Regions from separate parts of the Gossypium hirsutum genome. Here region 2 is linked to region 1. A link is a contact called in public Hi-C data. All regions are on one chromosome and are shown on one strand. Each heading gives the region's core, a stretch centred on a gene start, on an enhancer-like site or on the middle of the called end of the contact. The rest is flanking DNA. Distances are from core to core; before and after follow the strand shown. Region 1 holds the start of LOC107896623 (zinc finger CCHC domain-containing protein 10). Region 2 holds the start of LOC107943160.

Region 1 (5,691 bases), core at 22-2,521:
ATCGGAATCTGAAGCCGAGTCTGAATCAGAAGACTCAGAAGATGAGCTGTACCTTCTACGCCTCCCCTTCTTTTGCTTCTGCTTCTTCTTCCTCCTCCGACTCTTCCTCTCTTCCTCCGACTCAGATGATGAGCTGTAATCAGTACTACTCCCTTCTGAAGAATAATCCGATCCCGTTACAAATGAGGCACCACTGTCAGTCTCAAAAACTGAAGCCTCACTATCACTACCAGAACCAGAATCTGACCGATACTTCCTTTTGCTTTTCTTAGACCTATTATCATCCTTCTTATCCTTGACATCTGGGATGTCCAAATCATAAGAGATTGAAAGTTTCATCCTGAGTTTGGGGTTCTTAAGCTGCTGAGTTCTCGAGGGTCGTGACATGTAAACCCGTTCGTTCTTGCACTCGTATGTCCAATGCCCTGCTTGAAAACACTTTTGGCACCGGGAAGCACCCATTGTAGACATTGATGTCTTGTCTTTCCTTTCCCCTAACCTCACCGCCTTCTCTGTGCTCATCAAATACATCTGCCTCTTGGCTTCCCGCTTCTCCTGCCATCTGCTAGGCCCTTCTTCCTTTTGCCCATAAGCATTAACATTTCGAGCTGCGGCAGCAGCTGCCCTTTCAGCCTGAGCTCGACTGAGGCCTTTTGCAGCAGTCAATGCAGCAGCCTTGATTCTGTCGGCAGCAGCTTGAGTTTTTTCTTCTTTCTTACTTGACATCTTTTAGATGTCAACAAATAAACCAGACTATGCCGATATGCAGATTACACAATCTCCAAGAGAATAAATTAAACCCAACCCAAATCCTTCAACACCCTATATTCAAATACCCAGTTATGTCATTCAATTGTTTAATCGAATAGAACAGAAGTAGCAAATAATCTAATCAATGGACTAAAGACAAGGAATTTAAACATGCGAAAGAAAATAAAATTCTGCAAAAAACTTTTAAAAAAGGGACTTTAAAAACAGTCACAAAACCCTAATTCAGAACAAAAAAGGTTGAATATTGTTTCTTTCCTATTAACCCTCAACTGAGAATTTTTTTGGGGGAAATTAACGAACATAAATCTAAATATTAAGTGCATAAAACATTAGAAACGATAAAGAGGAGAAGAAAATTAACGCGTACCTGAACTTCGTGGCCTAAGGATCCAAATCGAAGACAAAGAGGAAAGTTTATAACTTTATTATTAATAAGAGAAATGGGAATGGGATTTTCGTCTTTTCCCCTTTATTTAAGCTAATTGCGACGAAACCATGATTTAAAGGCTCCTTTTACGTAATGTCAAATTCTTTTATTAGTCCCTGAAATTAATCCCTACACTTTGATTTAGTCCTTTCTAATCTTTATATTTTTTTAATTATATTTTTTTAATTTTAAAATTCTAGTCTAGACCCAAATAGTTATAGTCAAATTCTTTAAATTAAATTATCTTATTTTTTAAATCTTATAAAAAATAATATTATATATATTATTGTCATGCTTAATTTGTTACTTTCACATAATACTAAAAAAAATCATGTCATTTTAGTTAAGAAATATACTTGCACTATTTGAGCTAAGAGAATTTTGAAAAGTATAAAAATTTGAACTTATAAAATTAAAAAATAAAGATTAAATCAACATAGGGAGGAATCCAAAAAAAATTTTCTTTTAAATTTTTTGAATATCAATTTTACCTTGTATTCATTTTCAAAGGACTAAATAAAATATTTTTCATTTTCTGGAGGGGCCAAAGAATAATTTTTCCCTATATCAATCATTTATGGGCCTGACCCCCTTGTATCAACCCTTAATGTCAACGTTCAACAAAAGCTTCTCTAAAAGCTAGTCTTTGAGGCATATATGGTGGGGTGACAAGGCGCTTATTATTGTGAGAGGCAAGAGATAAATTAATGCTTTTGTATTCTCCACCATCTTTGTAGAAAGATAATATTTTTGGGTTAAAATGTCTTCCCATTTAGAGGAGGTCAATGAGAATGCAATAATATAATTTTTTATCGAGAGAGAAAATGGAGAGGGTGCCCATAAATCGTCAAAAATGATTTGGAGTGGCTTAGTGCTAAACAAAGTGAATGGTTTAACAGGCAGCCTACGAGCTCTATTGGAGTAGTAGAAATTACAGAAATGAAAATGCCAAACCAGCTATTGGATTGTCGAGTAACAAAACAGCTATGTACTTGTTATTTAGAAATAACGTTCTTTATAGTTGAAAGCTCCAACAAAGCATGCTCTACAAAATTAGTCTAAAGACCCTGCCCCTGCCACTGCCAGCCATAAATTAAAACATTACTCCACTTCATCATCTTTCTTAAAAGTCTAGAAGGTTTGCAGCAGTAGAAAGAGCAGCTCCACTAATGGCACAATGCAGAACCTGCTCGTGGGTAGTATTATCACACGTCAGTGCTACTGCCATCCCTGTTATCGCCCCTGCCACTGCACTATTTGTCTGCACCCAACGACAATGCCGTTAAAACAAATAATGTGTGTAAAATTCAACAATGGAACCATTTAACCTGGCTGCAGTTCTTGAGGGCTAAACATTATTTTTGTTAGCTCTTGGAATCTTCACATTAGATGTCAATGATTTGTGGATGAAACAAAAGAGAGAACAAGATGGGGATGCTTCTTTACCCAATCATGAGATCCACGAGCCTCTTTTAGCCCAAATGTAAGCCCTGAATATAATCCAGCAGCCAGCCCTGCATCGTATAATTCAATTCATGGTGCATGGTAAAAGCCATATATCTTTGTCATTTCTGAATATGAGCGTTTCACTCATCACTGTTGCTCCAAATGAAACTAATAACCTATTAGAGACAATAACTAAACTTACCCCACTGTAGAGATTCTTTTCCAGTGTGCTTCACCTGTACAACATTGTAAAAAGTAAGCCTCCTTTCTTTTTTGCCTTTTTTTTTTTAATAAAAAAAGGCCTTCGTCTTTGTGCACCCAACTTGCCAACTTGAAATATGATATTCATGTCCAACACATGATGGAGAATATTGATACAAATTTATGAAAAAAATACCTGTATATGTATACCTCGAGTACGGCCACAAATCATATGAAAGCTCAACAAAGTTTACCAACTTATTACAAGATCTATTGAGGTTACTTATGTAGAAGAGTCATCATACTAGCTAGTTTCAATCACTATACATCATTGACTGTCTTTTCACTTGAAATTTTATGTACTTGTGAAAGGACTCACCATTGCTTCAAGAGAATTTCGACTGGTTTCCCCTGCAATCAAACATCAAATCAATTTCAACTTTCATTAGTAACTGTGAAACTAACACATGAATAATATATGAAACTGCGAAAATCATCCAACAAGGAAGAGAAATTAAACTTAATTTGCACTTCCGAATTCAGTAAATAATTAAGCCAAAGAAGTTTTTAGTATTTTAAGGTTCAATCTCATCTCAAAAAATCTGTAAGAAGAAAACCAAAAAGACAAAGCAATTAACTCCTTCCGAGTAAGCGACAAAATGAAATTAGCTAAAGGTGAGCCTGGAGGAATCGATCTTCATGTATCAGCCATCACCCACAAGCATGTATAATATTGCACGAGACACCAAAGACTGTTCCTGTTTACCTCCCTTTTCTAATGCTAAGCTTGTGTTAAAAAGAAAAAGGATTCATGAATGGCATGCATTGATGCATACCTCTGAGGCCAGGGAAGCCTTGCTTCTTATTCTTGACACCAGTGATATCAGTCGATTTAATGGGTCCAGTTCCTGCACCAAAACCACAACCCCACATCACAGAACCCATCACCAAAACAAAATGAAAAAGCATAAGCAATTGCGTTTGCCTTCAAAAGCTATATGACAAGCCTCCCTGGCGATAGCTTGAAGTGCTCCAATCTGCACACCCACACCCATCACAAAATATTAGTTTGGGGAAATAGAGGGACCGAAATATTGAAGATGAGAAATAATATTACATACACCAGCAGTTTTGACAAAGCTCTGAGCAGACCAGTTGAGAAGAGGGTGTCCCAGGTCGAAGAAATCTCCCTTATCGAAGCGCAATTCATCAAACAAAGACTTCGCCTCCGAGTTACCACTCATGGTTTCTTCTTGGGTTTTCTGACGTAACGCTTCTTGATCTATCGCGTTAAAACTTCTTCAGGGAGAGATGCTAATGGCTGTCGAAGATGGTGTACCCGATATCAATCGGAAGATTGAACAAGTGAAAATGCTATGATATTTGTACAAGAGATTGTAGGAGACAAGTTGAGAAGATATAGGACACGTGTTTATGAAACCTTATGTATCTCCTGCATGGGGAACCAGATATGGCGGATTTCGTGGCGATTCTCGGGACGCTCTGTTTCATATTCTTCGCCACGTATCTTTCAGTCCGTATACCTGGCCAAGCCCAATGTTGCGTGTTCTTCCATTTGCAGTGCCATGCATGGTACACTTTCTAGTAACAACTTGAGATTTTAGAACGATTAAGTGCAAAAGTAAAAGCCCAATCCATTAAAATTCTTCAAATCAGTAAAACAAGTAAATTGGGGGGTTTAGCGGATTTAATGCGGAAACACCCCCCCCATTACAAGGTGAAGTTTGCGTAATAACAATTTACAAGTGGGTTTATAAATGAGGTTTCAGCTACAGTTCGGGAAAATTTTGCCTCCTCACCCATTGTCATCCTAGATCCTCTCATCTCCTCTATCTATACGTATATAACAGGCACACTCACCACAAAAATGAACAAAAGGAAGCCAGTACTAATACTATGCAGGGGAAATATTACTGCCCCATTCTATTAGTTAGTTCACAAATCTAAATGGAACAATAAAAGTTCTTTTTTTCTCTTTAGGAAAAAAGGGGAAAAAGTTAAAACAGACAATGTTTTAGTTGATGGAGCGGCGCAAAGCATCAGGCAGGCCTGGTAGATCTATACATGTTCTTCCCCTCCGATGAACATTTCAGAATTCCAAGCTTTCTTCGCATCCGGCTCTTTCTTGTGAGTTCACTTTTCCTTTGGTAGCCCAAGATTGTTTAGTCAACCAAGCACATCCTATAGCTAAAATAAAACAAAGAAGGAAACAAGTTACCCTGCGTATAACGAATGATTCTGGGATTCAACTCATGATCCATTTACAGCCATTTCAGGTGATGACTTTGATGGTAGCAACGGACGGGGATCCTCTCCACTTAATTGTCTATTGTCTGAAGGGCTATGCAGGTAATCTGAACAGTTTCTAGGAGATTCTTTCCCTCTAAGGTTGCCCTCGTTTGGACTTTTGTTATCATAACTTCTGGGACTGCCAGATTCCTTTTCAATATGATTCTCCTCACCTGATTGAGTAGATAAATGCATGGCATTTGCGGTTTTCTTACTAGGCAGCACTGCCTGGCTTAGGGTTGAACACAAAGCCGCAAATACACTATCTCTTGGTTTAGAGCTTTTACCCAAACGCTGCTTCTTAGCTAGCCCAGGTTCCTTTTCCTTAGGAGTCAACTTACGCTTCAAGCCAAGGGACTCCATGCTTCCTTCATCATCCTCCGAGTTTTCAGTCTGTTTCCTTGGAGGTGGTCTGTAGTCTTCATCGTCATCATCATAGTCAACAAGCCCACCAGATCTAGGGCTATAAAATTAAAATAAATATAAGCACACTACAAAATTCAGTAATGAACCATCAAGGATGAGGTCACTGAAAT
Region 2 (5,688 bases), core at 3,154-5,653, 130 kb before region 1:
TTCCATTCATAAAGTCATGTTTCAATCCAATTGCATACTTATCTTTCTGTTCCCTTTTGTTGCTCTTTGAACTATTTAGAATTATATCGGATACACGGAAAATCTCACACCAAGTGTGCCTATACATATAACCATAACATTTCCTTTACATCATTGCTCACACGAGCTGTGAAATAGGCCTGTTCACACGAGCTGTGGGTTGGAATGTAAGTTATACGATACTGCTCACACGAGCTGTGGGTTGGAATGTAAGTTATACGATACTGCTCACACGAGCTGTGGGTCGGAATGTAAGCTATACGATGCCACTCACACAAGCTGTGGAGTATCCACAAAAAATGCAAGACCTTCACCATCGGTAGGACATTTAGGACCAGCAACAAAAACATAAAATCCCTAATGACATGTCATTTGTATCCTAAGAATTCCTAAGGTTCAACAGGGACTCAATATCCGTAAATTCATCATAATTTTGTTACATTTCTATATTGATCAATTACATTAAGCATAACATAGTAAGTGTTCAATATAAATAACATTAATATGATAATCGTTCATACGAACTTACCTCGATGACTAGAATCGAAGAAATTAGGTCGAACTAATCCGAAGCTTTAGCTTTTCTTTGATCTAAGTCCTAACGTGGTTTATCTTGATCTAAATAGGTAATTTCAATTAATTAAATACTTCTAGCATTTAATTTAATCCACATTTCATATTTTACAAAATTACCAATTTGCCCCTAACATTTTAACTTTCACAATTTAATCCTTAAGTTTATATATTGCAATTTAACCATTTTAACTTAAATCCATGTTAATCATAGATACAAGGGACCTTGAAATAACTCATATTTAGTATCATTTCACAATAAAACCCTAGAATTTACACCTTTAACAATTTAATCCCTAACTCCAAAATTCATAAAAAATCAATTAACAAAGCTTGTTTATTTTCCAAAATAATATATCATTTAACATCAAAACCTACTAAAAAACATCCATGGCATAACCCTAAACCTTTAACAGTTTTGCAAATTAACCTCCAGGCTAGCTAGATTAAGCTAAAACTATATCAAAAACATAAAAATCATTAAAAATGGGGCTCGGGATCACTTACATGCACACACCTAAGCTAATCGAACCTTCAAACCCTAGCAATGGCTATTCTTCCTTCAAAATTCTGTAGAGAAAATGAATAATGAAGATGAAGCAAATTTTGTTTTGTTTAATTTAGGTTTTATTTGTTCAATTATCATTTTAACCTTTAAAAACTATTATAATTACTATAAAACCTTGCCATGTGCATCCACTATCTCATTTAAATAGTTTATTTACCATTCAAGTCCATTAACTTTCGTTTCAAAGTCATTTAACCCCTTTAGCTAATAGAACTCTACTTTTTTTTAACTTTTTATGATTTAGTCATTTTCACTTAATTAACTATTTAAACATTAAAATTTAAGAAATTTTAATACGACCATAATAATATCCCGTAGACTTGTAATAAATAATAAAAATATAATTTACCCATCGGGATTGTGGTCTCGAAACCACTGTTTCTGTCATCACAAAAAATGAGCTGTTACAAGCAGCAAAGCCAGAAGTGTCTTCTTCCTAGGGCCCTGCCAATCAAATCACCTTCATTAGTTACAATGCAGGATATTATGTCAACTTAAAGATTTCATTTTGCACCCACATCTGAGGGAACGACAAATAATTACCAAACAATATATTCACATAAAAAGATGATTATGGATTTGAATCTAGAAGACACCCTGATCACAACCCATTTTATCGAATCCCCTAAATTTATTGTTAGCAGACACAAATTGTAAATCTTCTCATCTGTAACATGGTAAGCACCTGGATACTGCAGCCATTTCAAAGTCAAAACAATCATTAGTAGGCTCCACTGGAATAAATCAGGTAGTAGAACTATAACTTATCAGCAAAGAAAATCATTGATTCATAGTGCTTTCTGAAAATGTTCAACTACAATCTATCCAATCAATTTCATAGGAAGCTTTATATTCTTAGGCAACCATGTTGCCAGAACAAAATTGAATGTCTTCAGTTAGAATGAATTTGGCCTAGGCAGTAGGTAAGCAAAATTCATGCAAAGGATTAAGGCAATGTGTACTTGGGTGCTTGAATCGGTCAAAGCTCTGTGCCTATGCCAAAGATCACTTAAAATGTGTTTTGAAATTAAAGACTAATGAAGAACATATAAGACATGCTAGAAATTTTCAACATTAGAAACTTGTGTTTCCATATTCACATCAGTTATTAATTTCAACACATCAATTAAGACTATAATGAATAAAAAATTAACAATAAACAAGATAAAAATACATAAAATAAGCTAAATTACCATAGGTATTCCTAGCTCTTTAAGGTCATTTTCACCCATTTGCTTCAATGCAGTCATATCCACCTGAGTAAGATATCAAACCTAAAGATCAATCGAGCTATAGATAAAAATAAAGCAATTTACCAATCAAAATTACATCTGTCTATGATATTTCAGAAACCTAAAACTATTAAGTAAATCTTCAGATTTTGGAAGATAGAATAGCTGCAGCAACACCATACAGGAAATTTCTCTATGTACAATCTATTTGGAAATATCAATACTCAAATGCCTTGAAGATACTTATAATTGTTTTATAAGACATTCATAAGTTTAACAACAATACCAAATTTATAATCATTGAAAACACACAAACACCAGCCATAGTTGGCAGAATAACCATATCTGACATTTGTCAAGTAAAAGTAGATTTTGATAATTTATTTAAAGTAAAATCAATAAAAATATGTCCCTGCATCTCTACAGCATAAAATCCTCTACCCCTTTTTGTCATTTTGGGAAGAGGGTTGTCAATTTGGCATGGGGAGGGATATGAAGGTACGTGAATCATCCTTCATTCTTAGTATTTGTCAAAACTAGAACCAATGACTCAAGTAAATGTTATTGGGAAGCTACTAGTCCAGCTCCACAACATATATTATACTAGATATGAATAAGCCCTACAATTTCCACATACATTTTCACTATCATCTTAACCCTGCTTCATTTTTACAATAAATAAAACATCATTTGGTGAAGTGTAAATGAAAAATTGCTACGTACATATCTACTTGAAAATAAAGTGTATAAACAAGATAAAATGCATCAAAAATTTTATCTGGGTATTAATTAAAAGGAGAAAAGAAAGAAGCTGGTTGCTCACCACAAACAAAAGTTCTTTTCTTTCTTTGGATGGAAGAAATGAAAAACTAAAACATTTCATTTAAGTGGGAATAATAGCCCCAAGTTTCCATTTTTCATTTTCTCGCAATCCAAACAAAAGTCCAAGTTTCCAATAGTCGACGTTAAAGGCCTCTCTCCCAGTTCCCGGCCCAATCTTTGCTTGTTCCATTTTCAATAACCCTAAAAATAAACCAAGACTTCGAAATTAAAAAAATAGATTTATTCTTAGGATAACAAAAAGAGCAGAGAGGAAAACAAAAGGAAGAACAGAAGAGAGAAAAATGTTTACCTGAAGGATGTTGCGATGAAGGGGAGGAGTGCTAGTGGCCGGAGGCGAATGAAGCAAGGGAGGTTGAGATTGAGAGTGGTTATTGAGTTGAGTGAGAACATTTTTAGGTGAGAAAGTGAGAAGGGTAAAATGGAATTCTTTGGGCACCGAATCAGCATTCAATGGGAATGAAAGGGAATAAAAATGGCTCTTATCCTCTCCATAAGCCTGTAATGGAATATAACCATAATAGGCATTCCACTCAACCAAACATTGGTTTGTGGAGGGCCTGCAGAATTGAGTTGTAATGGCATAACTATTACAGTGAACCAAGCATGGCCTTATTGGTGGGATGGATAAAAATAATGGGTGTCAGGTATTTAAAAAAAGTACGAAGTTTAGGTAGAAGGTAGGTTAAAATAAAATTAGGTCTCAAGTAGTATAAATTGTCAAATTTAGGTATCTCCATATATATTTACGCTTTATTGAAATTTATTTCAAAGATATAATATTATATGTTTGAATTTGTAATGATTATTTAAAAAATAATTCGTATATTCAAATTAAAATTTATATATAATTAACATTAATTACTTGACAAATATTTAAAGTTTATTTTATATTAAAATATTAACAATAAGTTACAATAAATTATTTTTAATATTTTTATTAAAATATCATAATATTAAAAGAATAAATATTATTTAAATACATATTATTATTTTACTATATTATATTTAACATAAATATTTGAAGTCTAAAAACACTTTTTAACAAATTGGTTAAATTTTGCATCAAACTTAGCCCAATAAATCTCAAATAATAGTCTATGGGCTAAACTTCAATAGGCATTAAGGGCTTTTGCAGGGTTTTAGATCCTATAGGGTTTCTTTACCTTCTTTGCACTACGGTTTTTCTTATCATTTTTCAGGAACGAAAATGAATTTAACGTAATCGAAATATTTGTAACCTATGACTATGACGTTCGACTAATTTGTACACAAATAGTGGAAAGTAAAAGAAAAGTGCAGTCGATTGATGATGATTTTGGTGATTTGTATGCTGATGTTGAAGTCCAAGCTAGCTCCGCTGTTGGCGAACCACAGGAGAATAACCCTGGCAATGGCTTCAAAAGCACCGAGGTGCATAATAAGTTCATCGCCGGTTCAGTTACGGAAGATAGTGACAGCGAGGACGATTTGAACATTGTGTTGAATGATGATGATTGCGATAAGTTTTCGGTCACCGGTGCTAGGAGTCACGGTGGTAGCTACGAGGAGAACGAAAATGGTGATTTTGGTGTAGATGGAACCGGGTCGGATAATATTTCAAGGCGAATGGAACCGTTTAGTGATGGGTCGGAGCTGAAATTTAGAGGGAATGGTGTAGAAAGAGGGACTGGAGCTAAAATTGAGGTTAATTCTCTCTTCAATGTAACTTTTTTTTGCTAATGTATTGTACTTAAAGTAGCATAGTTTTATTTATTTATGTTTCGTTTCGTTTCGTTTCGTTTTTGTATATGTTAGTATTGTTTTAGCTTTTTTTTTAATGGAGAAAATGAACATTTCTTTCCTTGATGTAAATTACAACCATTTGTGCTCTTAATTTTGATCTTTATTGTATCAAAGGAGTGTATACTTTTTTTTTTCTAGATTTGTGTTAATTCATGATTTGAGTTTTTATATCGTAGTATGTGAGACCTCATGGATCATCATTTCCAAGTAATATAAGGGTTAATGGACATACTGGTGTGTTGTCATTTTCTTCTAAGTCGAGAAGAGGTGACCGGGAAGACGATGTTTACAGCCAAAACAAGGTTGCTACCATGAAACCATTGCTAGTGTTAAAGGGTTTCTCTGCCTCCCAAAAGAAGGAAGAAAACGAGGGATTCCATAAAAACTAAAAAGGAGACTAGTACTTGTTTAAAACTTGAAAACAAGATTTACTGTTGGCACTTGACATATCTAGTATGTTTACATCTGGCATTTTAAGCTTTGTCTGCTTGTATCAGCTTCTGATGGCTGCATAGTTGTACCATATTTTAGTGATTATTTTAGTAAGCTTTTCTTTATTGTTATTATTATTATAAACCACTGACAGCCTAATTTTTTTAAAAAAATCTGATTAGGTCTTTGCAGCCGGCATCTAATCAAACTTCACTAGAG

Evidence for each region. Hi-C and Micro-C count contacts between places; a contact is called where the count stands out from the background.
Region 2: a Hi-C map of leaf shows a contact between it and region 1, with 2.2 times the contacts expected there. The contact joins the promoter of LOC107943160 here to the promoter of LOC107896623 in region 1. A contact is called at or near these places in 2 of 34 Hi-C or Micro-C datasets (both in leaf).

Annotation. Positions count from the first base shown.
Region 1 is chrA10:100,688,452-100,694,142 of Gossypium_hirsutum_v2.1, reverse strand. It overlaps LOC107896623 (zinc finger CCHC domain-containing protein 10), which reads right to left and starts at 1,271. Exons shown (of 2, transcript XM_016821825.2): 1 at 1,139-1,271; 2 at 1-822. The coding sequence starts at 726. LOC107896622 (outer envelope pore protein 16-2, chloroplastic) reads right to left here and starts at 4,448. Exons shown (of 8, transcript XM_016821824.1): 1 at 4,287-4,448; 2 at 3,967-4,166; 3 at 3,831-3,882; 4 at 3,682-3,753; 5 at 3,225-3,256; 6 at 2,847-2,880; 7 at 2,645-2,712; 8 at 2,172-2,459. The coding sequence starts at 4,089. The coding sequence ends at 2,322. LOC107896621 (serine/threonine-protein phosphatase 4 regulatory subunit 3) reads right to left here. Exons shown (of 19, transcript XM_016821822.2): 19 at 4,481-5,618. The coding sequence ends at 5,117.
Region 2 is chrA10:100,821,489-100,827,176 of Gossypium_hirsutum_v2.1, reverse strand. LOC107943160 reads left to right here and starts at 4,403. Exons shown (of 3, transcript XM_041079132.1): 1 at 4,403-4,938; 2 at 5,652-5,688. LOC107943161 (a long non-coding RNA gene) reads right to left here and starts at 3,902. Exons shown (of 6, transcript XR_005903516.1): 1 at 3,545-3,902; 2 at 3,236-3,435; 3 at 2,374-2,436; 4 at 1,530-1,872; 5 at 569-1,182.